Regions from separate parts of the Capsicum annuum genome. Here region 1 is linked to region 2. A link is a contact called in public Hi-C data. All regions are on one chromosome and are shown on one strand. The core of a region is the stretch at or near the end of the contact, and the rest is flanking DNA. Distances in the headings are between cores, read along the strand shown.

What was found. Hi-C and Micro-C count contacts between places; a contact is called where the count stands out from the background.
Region 1: a Hi-C map of bud shows a contact between it and region 2, with 3 times the contacts expected there. The contact joins the enhancer-like site here to the promoter of LOC107841028 in region 2. A contact is called at or near these places in 4 of 5 Hi-C or Micro-C datasets (bud, leaf and placenta).

The regions. Positions count from the first base shown.
Region 1 is chr1:163,833,013-163,839,045 of UCD10Xv1.1, forward strand. No RefSeq gene overlaps it. Among protein-coding and RNA genes, the nearest start is that of LOC107841028, 58 kb to the left of the region's middle. Within about 2 kb of position 3,184, at least 5 of the 5 cell types and tissues checked have an H3K27ac peak or open chromatin away from gene starts, as enhancers often do. A contact at or near this core is called in bud and leaf, where this site is marked.
Region 2 is chr1:163,775,784-163,781,300 of UCD10Xv1.1, forward strand. It overlaps LOC107841028 (DEAD-box ATP-dependent RNA helicase 58, chloroplastic), which reads right to left and starts at 2,679. Exons shown (of 12, transcript XM_047407759.1): 1 at 2,361-2,679; 2 at 1,435-1,528; 3 at 582-695; 4 at 359-481. The coding sequence starts at 2,581.

The DNA.
Region 1 (6,033 bases), core at 1,934-4,433, 58 kb after region 2:
ATAAAGATTTTTGTCTTATTAGTTTTACCATATTGAATTTTCTAATTGTTTAATCAATTATGGATTTAAATCATTTGATTATAATTGTGGATAAATACAATTTTAGTTTTGGTTAGCTAACTGTAAGTAAAAGAAGGCGAAGAGGAATAATGTACAAATATGTGTATATGAACTAGGCGTTTATTAAAAATATTTTATTTTGAAAATATTCTTTTTGTTCATTGTTAATACATAGTAAACTTTAGTATGACATACAGTATATATTATTTCATAATACATTTATTTACTTCAAACATTATATATTATGTTATGAAATATAAAGTAAAGAAAAAGAAAAAGAGAGAGTAATTGTTATTTCTCTTGAGGGATGATTTACAATGAAGACCTTCTAATTATAACGGAAATTTACTCCTAGTTTCTCACTAAAAAACAGATACTTCAAATTCTGATAGATATCAACTAGATCTTAATAGATCTTGATAGACATTCACTACAATTGATAAACATCAATATCATAACACTCCATGCCTAATAATACGCATATAAACTGCCTCATTAAAAACCTTATAAGGAAAACCTAGTGGTACAAAACCTCATAAGGAAAAAGATTACAACGCGTATTAATTCCCCCTAGACATCCTTGAACCTTTCCATTTCGATCTTGTGCACCATCTTCTTGAAAGTTGCAGTTGGAAGAGACTTGATGAATTAATCAGCCACATTGTCACTTGAACGAATCTGTTGTACGTTAATATCACCATTCTTTTGGAGCTCATTTGTATAAAAGAGCTTTGGCGAAATGTGCTTCGTTCTATCTCCTTTTATGGATCCTCCCTTAAGTTGTGCTATGCATGCTGCATTATCTTCATATAAAAGCGTGGGTACTTTGTCACATTTCAAACCACATTTTTCTCAAATGAGATGTATTGTGGACCTCAACCATGCACACTCTTGGCTTGCTTCACGAATAGATATAATCTCAGCATGATTCGATGAGATGACTACGATAGACTGCTTTGTTGATTTTCAAGATATGATAGTACCCCCACATATGAACACATAGATTGTTTGAGATTAAACTTTATGCGGTTCATTTAAGTACCCAGCATCAGTATAATCAATAAGATCGGGACTGCAATCTTTAGAATAAAATAAGCTCATATCGGTAGTCTCTTTAGGTACCATATATGTGTTTGATCTCATTCCGATGTCTCCTAGTAGGAGCAGAACTATACCTTACTAACAAATTTACTGAAAAAGGCTATATCAGGCCTTGTAATATTTGCAAGATACGTGAGTGCACCAATTGCACTAAGATATGATATTTCATAACCAATCCAAATTGGTATATTTTTCATTTCAGCAAATAATCTGTTGCTTTAGAAAACTCTCCAAGAGGTTCAATAATATTCAAGCCAACAATTGATCCCTTATAAGGATAATAAACAAGTTTTCCAGAAACTTTATATGCTTCAGGCATTTTGAATCCCTTAGGAATCATATAGATTTTTGTCAATTGACAATATCTAACATTTAGTGTGTGACATCTTCTAGTGTCTGAATTACAAATCAAATAAGTGTTATGCTTACCAAGATGCATCCTTTTATGTTACTTGATAAATGTTTCTATGTCAGAATGCTTAAATAAATGTTGAATTCGGATCCTCGTAATCTTTCACAATATTGCGCCAATCTTATATCAAAAATATCATTGATGATATATCATTTTGTATCGATTCAAAATGTGACATAACATTTTGAGATCTCATCACTTTATTATTTTCAGGTACCTGAACCTCTAATAAGGTTTCATGAAGTATTATTTCGTAGGCTCTTCAAGAGCAGATTGTCTTCTTATTATGATTATTTGCCCTTATTCTTTTGAAGGATTATTTCATTTGAAATCGATTGGTCTACCACGCTTCACGCATGTATAGACTTTGTCCTTTAGGGACACAAAATAGGAGCACTTGCAACTTAAATATGAGATGCTTTCGGCATTTAACTTGAATTATCTGTTGAATGAAGATCTAATGTTAATTCATAACATATTTCATAGCTGCTTATAATCTCCCCCTTATGTTAGGAAAACTAACATGCATACTCTATCTTCTTTGAGAATCCATCTCTTGTGCATTATGATATATTCATTAGTCGTATACCGCACGTAAAAATTATTAGATAGACAATTGTGTGGTGTTGACACCTAATTTTTGCCCTCCACAATCCAATTTAATTTCAAGTTTCTTCAATCGTTAAAATAAAATCACAATAATTATTTTATTCAAATAAATTTAATTTAAAATATTTATTTGAGTTAATTTTATCATTTAATTAATGATTATATATTTTTTTATTTATATACGAGAGTGTACAAATTTTGTTATTTAAAGGAACAGTTTTATCAAAATTAGACTTTTATTGATTAAACTTGAAAATTAATCCAAATAGATAAAGTCTTGATTTTAAATATGATTTGTTCTCAAAATATTCTATTTGGAGGAATATTTGTTTGATTCTTATCAGATTGAGAAACTCGAGGTTAATTTGTTACTTAATTCATGTCGGATTGCGATTCAATTTAGCGAACTGATTAAATATGACCTCAATTGAAATCAAATTGTCCCCAATTATAATACAATTGACCAATGGATCGCTTAAATTGTAACTCAATCTTAATTCTCAAAAATTATCATTTCCTAATTGAGATTATTTTAATCCAATTAAATTTAATTAGAGTTATTTTTAATCCAATTAAATTTAATTAGGTTTATTTAATAACCCCAATTAGATTTAATTAGGGTTATTGAATAACCCCAATTAAAAACTCAATTTTTAAACCCCACCAGCGGCCCATTACACCAATTAAACCAACTTCCATCAACCCAATTTTCCCTTTAGCTTGATTAACCCAACAACAAACAGCCAGCCCAACACCCAAAGCCGTCTGACCCGGCCCAATCTTCCTTATCTTTCCCCCTTTTCCTCCAAAGCAGCAAAGCTGCGTATAAACAACAACAATATCAACCGAACAACAACATATACACGACAACTCCATTAACTTTGCGATCCGATCCATCTTCAACCTGATTTCAACCAAATCAACTCGTTTGCAGCCTTCTTCACGCGTTGCACATGGGTTCACGCGAAGAAACCCCCGAATCTTCTAGAAACAATGTTAAGTGTCACCTCCAACGTATGAATTCCGTGAGTTTTGGGATAACTTGTACGAATTCGTACATATTTGGCAAATTTTCGTTGGTTCTTGGGAAAATGATCCATTTCCCCCAATTGTTGTTCGCCATTTTTGAAATTTGTTTAAGTGAATCTAAAATTGGGACACCTGTTAGCTAAAAACCCTATCCATAGCAAAATTTTTGAATTTTCTCTCAAAAATAATTCCAAAATTACCCTCGTCTTATCTTGATTCCCACATCGTTCAAGACACAAGAGGGAACCCTAATCGATTCTCTATAAATGTGGGGGTTTTGGGAGCAAAAGAGGGGGTTAGAATTTTTTTTAAAAAGCTAAGTTGAATATTTTTTCTTTTGGGTCAAGGAAAAAAGGGTTTCGGAAAAGAGTAATTTGGTTTCGGAAAAGAGCAACTTTGTTCGGCAAAGGTTTTAGGGAGTAGCAGTCAGTTTAGTCGAGATTTATGTATCGACATCGAGCTTTTCAGTGGCGGTGGAGTCTGACGTAAGCTCGTAGTCCTGTTTTACTGCCCCCGAATAGGTAATATCCCAATCCGTTTAAGCTTCTGACTATTTCTGCTTCATCTCAACTTTCTGAAGTTGTAGTTTTCTTTTAGTGATATGGTGTGCTGGGATGTTCGCTGTTTTGTGGCGATAATTAGTGTTTCGGTGTGCTGGGATTGTTGCTGTAGAAGCCGTTGAAGGCCTTAGGATTTTTTGTGTGATTATTGTATTACCTGGTTGCTCCTAATTTATTAAGCTGAAAGCTGGTGATTATTGAGCATAAATTTCAGTTTGGGAAAACAATTTTTATCTAGCTGCACCTTCTCTTGGAGAGCATTCTAATTGCAAACTTTCTGTGATAATTACTAGTATACAACTTCTATACAACTCCCTCTGTAATCATCGTAGGTTGTATCAATATGTAGCTTTGTATTTCTCATTTCGACTTTCTCTTATCCATGATTAAAGTATTGATCTCGATTGATATTGATAAATATGCGGGCTTAATTGAAGTCATACCCGGCTGATGATATTTTAATTGATGTCTGTTTCATGTTTATGAGTATTACTTGAATTAATGGTTGATTCAAATTAAAAGCAACCTATATTGTTATTTGATATGAGAGGGACATGTGAAATTCCTACTTAATTGTTGACTGCGTTGATATTGTGTCCCTTCTACAATCCTGGTTATGATTTCCTACTTCAATAATGGCCTGATTGTTTTTATTTTTCTTATTTGAGGTTTGTCGCGCTTTACATTTGTAAAGAAAGATTTTTTGTAAATATTTTACTTTGATGTTGCCCAAAGATATTTTTTTTCTTTTCGCAAGCCTCAGTCGTTTGAAGCATGTGTCCTATGTCGTACGAGGCGTACTCTGTTCTTTATCTTTTTTTTTAGAATGTTTTGACCATCTTTATGGAATACTGATATTTAAGTTTATCCACTTGGCTCGGGCATTATTTCAATCAACCAAAATCCATTTTCTTGTCTGTTACTAAATTAGAAGTGATCCAGGAATTGTAGTCATGGACCTCACATGTAGAATGTCTGTTTAGTTGGAAGAATCACTTCGGCGCCCTTAGCCTAGTGCTGTGATCATGATGAGCATTAAATCAAGGAAGTGACTGGATAGTAAGATGTATACAAGGTCCACATTCGGGATGAGAACCTTATAATTGGCATCTTATAAATTCTGGTGAACTATCCTTGTAGTTTTCATTCATTTCTTGCTTTTGAACTTTCTACGGTAGTAATAGAATATCATTTATATTTGTTTTTTTTGATTGCGCATACAATTTTGTCCTAGGAAGTGATTGCTATGTTGTCTTCTTTAAAATTTAAGGGATTGGTAGCTGAAATTTTGTTGTATTAGTTAATGTATCTTGTTTATGGTATCATTGGATATACCGATTTCTGTATGTATACGTTGTTTCTCCTTTGCCTGAATGTTTGGTTGCAATTTTGGTATGTTTAAATCCATCTCATTTCTTCCCACTTGAATCAGGTGTAATTTTTAAGCAATTCTTTCTTCTTTAAAGTAAGTTTGCATTCTCTCCACTAGTGACTTGCATCTTTTACATTTCTGATCCCGTCATCTATTCCAATCATGAATTATAATGGTTTTCCTTTTATTCATCATATTTCGTGTATTAACTTTCATGTGTTATCATTGTACATTGAATGCATATTAATTTCCTTTATTTCTTTCCTTGCATGTGAATCCGTTTTGGAGTTCGAACGGACTCTTTTCCCTTGCATTCCTTAATGGGCCAATGTGGCCCATATCTTCGAGTCAAGCCGAAAGTTCTAAGTCCAAAAGTGATTCCATGGCATATAAACACGAGGAGTTGGAAGAATAAAGGCGGGTTAAAGACCCACATTTGAAGAGGCTAGGAGACTTAAAAGTCTCATTTGTTTTATTTATTTAAGTATTGTTGTCTTTATTTATTTATTTATTTATTCATTCATTCATCCGGGCCACGAAGCCAAAGTTGTAGTTATTACAGGTGGAGCAGATTTTGGGCCAACGGGCCTGAAAAGAAAAATAGTTTAGGACAGGTACAGGTGGTCCAAAAGCTCAATTAGATTAGGACAGGGACGATTGAGTTGGGTCCAACGGCTTAAGTCTTTATTCCCCCTTCTCCTTTTATGTGTTTATTTGCCCTTTCATTTATTTAAACTTAGTTAAAATCCCTACTAAGTCGTCAACATCTATTTTTCACAAATTGTTTTTCTAAAATCAATCACTTTTCAACAATCAATTGAAGTTAGTCAAAAAAAGTTTTCAAACAGTGCGGATAATCGCAAGTTAGCGGATGTTTTAGGTGCCTAACA
Region 2 (5,517 bases), core at 1,429-3,928:
TGGGTTCACCCGAACCCCCCTATAACACTGTAGCTCCACCCCTGCATTCCGCAGTGACGAATGAAACTTTAAGATGCAAGATAGAACAACAACAATAACAATAATAAAAAGCACCAAACGAGAACGAAATTTACGCAAAATACAACAAAAGTATCAAGGTTAACTAAAAGGATCCCAGAAAAAGAAATATTAAAACCTAATTAAGAGTTCTGATGACAACATATTCAAGTGAGCAAGTAGACAAATTGCAAAAAGCTAGACTCTGGGGATATATGAATAATACAAGTTGCGAGAATTGATTTAAACTTTCCTCGCTCAACGACATGAAATTTACAAGCAACAAAAAATGCTTTTGTACCTTTAACCAACTCTTGTGTCGTTTCAACATGCCCCCATCTAGAAGACCCATAACAGTGCATAATTTCAGTCCTGAGTCACATTCTGAAGGATTTGCAGCAAGCATTCGAGCAACTTTTGTGACCTAAGCAGAAAACAATGTCAGTGCATCCCTAATGTTCCTACTTTCAACAAACATACATTATAAGTGAAAAAAAAAAAAGGAATAACTCCACAAAACTTACTTGCATACCAAGCTCTCTAGTAGGCACCACGATCAATGCTTGAACTGCTGCCCTTTGACTGTCAACGGCTGACAATACCTGGAGCAGGTATGCCAAGGTTTTTCCAGAACCTGTCTAGTGGGATAAATAGAAAGCAAAAACAACTTCAATTTCATTAAGAATACAGCAAGCCAGTTGGAAACAGGAGAAACCGAGCAGAAGAAGAAAAGGAAAAAAAGATTAGAAACGGTCAATGAATAGATCATTTATTGCTAAGAACTTGTAGTAGTTCTGGTCTCCTTTACATTTCATATTTTCAACAAAACTTATAACTTTTGGGTGCAGCGGTTCGTTTTCCCTGAAAAAAGCAATCATATGATGGATATCATTTAAATGATGAAATCGCAAACATAATTAAGACGAGAATTCAGTCCTCACTGTTGGAGATGAGAAGAGAGACACAACGAAACCAAAAAGAACAGAAAGGAAATATACTAAAATTGATAAGAACTCGTAACATCCACCCCCTAGTATCTGTAAGAATATGCTCAACGACACATAGTACTAGAATCACCATATGGGTGCATACTGTTATGTGTTTAAGTCAAGAATTTTGTTTGCCTACAACTCACAATTTACTAAACAATAGATGTCGCAAAGGATGATAAAATGGCTTCAAAGAAAATTGAAGTTTGAGAAAAGTGAAACAGCACCAAATACACAAATCATTATTGCAAAAGAATTCAGGAGCAAATAGCAATGCTTAAAGCATGTCCTCAATACAATGTCTCCCCCACATAAAAATAGCAACAATCATGTAGTCAAGTTTCAACAATTACAACACTGAAACAATGTTTCAAAAGCATATATCAACCTGCGCATGAAGCACACAATCACGTCCTGAAAAGAGGAAAGGCAATGCCAGTCGCTGCACTTCTGTAGGTATCACATATCCAACCTCTTCCGCCCTGCAATTTGTGCTCCATATATCAGTTTGTCCTTTGAGACAACCTTTAAAATAATGCAATTTTGTACAACAATAAAAAATCTCATTTTCATTTTTTTCCTCGAAAAAGCTGAAAAAATTGTCATTTCAAGCATTTTCTAGAAAAATTTATGCTGCCTATATTCAGAAACTTCAAAGAGGTAGTACAAAGATTTCCAGTAAAATTGTCTAACGCTTAAAAATTTAAAGATTACTTAGATAATTACTTCACAAGCAGAATTAAACCTTTTATAAAACAAAATTTGGAGCTTACGAAGTACCACTTACTTTAATATCCAGAGTGTCCATTAAAATTCACACTTTTCTAGTTCCGACAGGCTCAATTTTGATAAAAAATACCATGTAGGTATCAACTGAATCAGTATTTGGAGAAAATTCGGTAGAATTAACACTATCCTTCTAGAGAATTCCGGAATATCAACTACTCCCTCCATTCCGTTCACTTTTACTTGTCACATTTTGCTTCTCGGAAGTCAAACTAATGGATTTTAACCAACAACAACAACAATATACCCGGTGTATTTCTACAAAGTTGTGCCTGGGAGGCAGAATGTACCGCATACCTAGAAAAATTGTTTCAAAAAGACCCTGGATCAAGACAAAAATAATCTTACAAAAATGAAATGGAAGTACAAAAGTCAAAAATTATATTAATATGAGAAAGAAGTGCAACTTCTAGTATTTTTCACACAAGTTTCAAACATCTAAATTTAAAATTTAAAATTTAAAATTTCGAATTAATTCACATCAATTTAACTCCAAAAATTAATCACAACTTGTAGTGATAAGCTTACCGGCGAATCACGTGGTCGGGCACGTGACCACGGCACAGTTCCCGAAGCTTTGCAGTTGATGAAACCTTCGTTTCAGTAGTAGGTTCGACATTAGATGAGGTGAATGAAGCTCTTAAAGGTTTTGGATAGTAGAAAAGTTTGGGAGCAAGAAAGGAAAAGTTAGGGTTTAAGGATGAAGTCCATGAAAGAGCATGTAGTTGAGTTGCAGAGAAACATGCCATGAGTAAAATGATGAGACAAAAGGAACCACGTCGCTCTTCTAGTTGATGCTGGTTTTGATCCCACAATACTATTAAGCTAAAGAAATAAAGTGGTGGGTTGATAATATTATTAAGTTAAGAAGAAACAAAATCGCTTAAAAAGTTAAGATAGTTGATTGATAATTGTATTAGGTATCTCAATAGCTATTAAAGTTGTCTAATAACTTTGTACAATTGTCGAATAACTTTACAAAGTTATCGAATAATTTTGATTTTAGTTGTTGAAGCGAAAATATTAAAAAAACTAAAAAAAATCATCTCTTTTATCTAATTTTTAAAATTTGAAGGACACTTATTTATCCGTTTTTCAAAGTCCCAATATAAATGGCATATAATACATAACCATGTCATTTAACCTGACATTAGATTACATTTATAACCTTCAACTTTGGGTGTGCATAAATAGATACTTAAATTTATATAACATTAAACAAGTAAACACACATATCTTATGTGATGTTCTACATGGTCAATTTTTATTTCACATGACATCCTACGTGTATTATATCACAAGAACGTGTGTGTCTAATTATTTAACTTTATACAAGTTTTAGTACCTACTTATGCATATTCAAAGTTGGAGATCATAAATGTGATTTAGGGTTAAGTTAAAGAATATGTTTATGCATTATGGCAATATAAATCCCTCTTCACTTTTGCATGGCATTCACATATTTTTACTTGACAAGTCAGTTAAAAAACAATAATTGACACCATATTATTTTGTTACACTAATTTAGGAGTCATTTGATATGAGGTATAAGAGATAAATAGTCTTAAAATAAAATAAAAAATTATTTTATCATGTGTTTTGTGTGAAATATTAGTACCAAGATTACTTATCTCTCAATTTACACCATAGTGATAGGATAAACATCTCATATACATGATGGAATAACTAATTTCGAAATAATCAATTTCGGGATTAATTATTCTGGGATAAATCTTTCCCAATCAAATGATTCGAAATCGTTTGATTGCAACCAATCCCGTGAAGATGTTCAAATACCAGTATATTCCACAAATATAAATAAATGAGCCCATGGAGATGTCCAAATATCGATACATCTCATAATAATGACAGATATCACAATAATCACAATCATAAGGATAACAGGAACAACACGTGTAACAACCAACAAGCTTTGCATGCAAGTTTATTACATGTGATTAACACTTAGGATATCAAACTGTTGAATTACGGGTCATGGGTCACCCATGTGGACCTACCCGATCCGACCTGATCCATTTCTTAGTCAGAAAAATGAGATTAACGCATAATCTTATTTCAAAAGAAAAGGGAGGAACTGTTATACAATAACTGTTCCCGCCCCAAAATCTCCTGTATGTTCTTTTCTTTTTCTGACAAGATGAGCAGAGAGAAGATTGAGTCATAAACACAAAATAAAAAACAATTCGTGATTTACATTAACAAAAACACCAAAAGGGAGGCATTTAGTTTGTGACAAAGAAAACTCCATTTTCAATAGAGACGAAGTAGACTTCGGGCAAATACTTTTTAGTAGAAAATTCAACGGTTTTAGCTGCGAATTTAAGGTACACAATTTAATATTGTTTTGATCTGAATTTACTATCAATGGTATCAGAGCCAGATTTATTGTCCTAATTTTGTAAGTAAAATTTTGAGTTTAAGAGTGAAAAACTCTTGAATAATTGTTTATGAAAACACCTCTTAGAAAAATTTTGATTGAAAAAGATCGAAAATATTGAATTCGATCAGATGCGGCTTCATCGCGTTTTGAATTCAGTTAGACGTGTCTTCATCGCGTTTTTCGCGCCACCATTGGCTATGAATTCGACCTTTAATTTATTTGTTGTTGTTGTTTCAAAGTGCTGTTAATCACTATGTAATTTTTTTTTATAAAAAAAGGGATGAAAAATGTGTCATTCTGAAGAAAAAGAACAACAACTTTTTGCTTTCAATAAGTTATAGTAAAAAGAAAGTTTTTTTTTTTTAACTTTAAGGAATGCCTATATAAAAAAAAAAGTGTTTTATCTCTTTTTTAACTCGAAGGGTTGGAAAACATTGATTTCGACATTTTAAACTATTTCAAAACTTTAAAGAAAATTTTGAAACAATCTAAGAAATTACAGAGTCGTCACTTAATTTATTTGAAAAGAAATTAAGAAAATTTTTTAAAATAAAATCCTAAGTCTCAAAACAAAAAAAGACTTAGGCCCTTAAGAAAATTCCGGTTAAGTGGTTCTCATTAACATTTTAGGAAGGTTTTTAAGGCACCTAAAATGTCCGCAACTTGCGGTTATCCAGACTATTTAAAAACCACTTTGACTAACTTTGAAAAAAGAGAAGTTGATTGTTGAAAAGAAAGTGATTTAGGCTGAAACTTGTATAAAAATAATTTTTGACGACTTAGTAGGGAATTTAATCAAGTCTAAGAAAATAAATAGCAAATAAGCACATAAAGAGGATGAGAATTAGAAGACTTAGACTCGTAAACCCAAATCCATCAATCCCGTCCTAATTTAATTGGACTTTTGGCCCACCTGCACCTGTCCTAATCTAAATATCGGGTTTTGGCCCATAACCTGTCCTAAACTATTTTTCCGAATCCATTGACCAAGAATCGGCTTCACCTGTATTAAAATACAACTTTGGCTTCGAGGCTCAAATAAATGAATAAATAAATGATTAAATGAATAAATAAAAAGAAAACGATAATAAAAATTGAGACTTTTCAAGTCTCTTAGTGACCTCATCAATGGGTTTTGATCCATTTTCATTCTTCGTCTATCTTCTAGCACCCGCACGTCATATAGTCGACCTTAAGTTTAAACTTCAAACTTGACTTAAAGAAGTGGACCTCATTGGCCCATTACGAAATGCAAGAGGAGAGTAGTCCATTTGAACTCGAGAC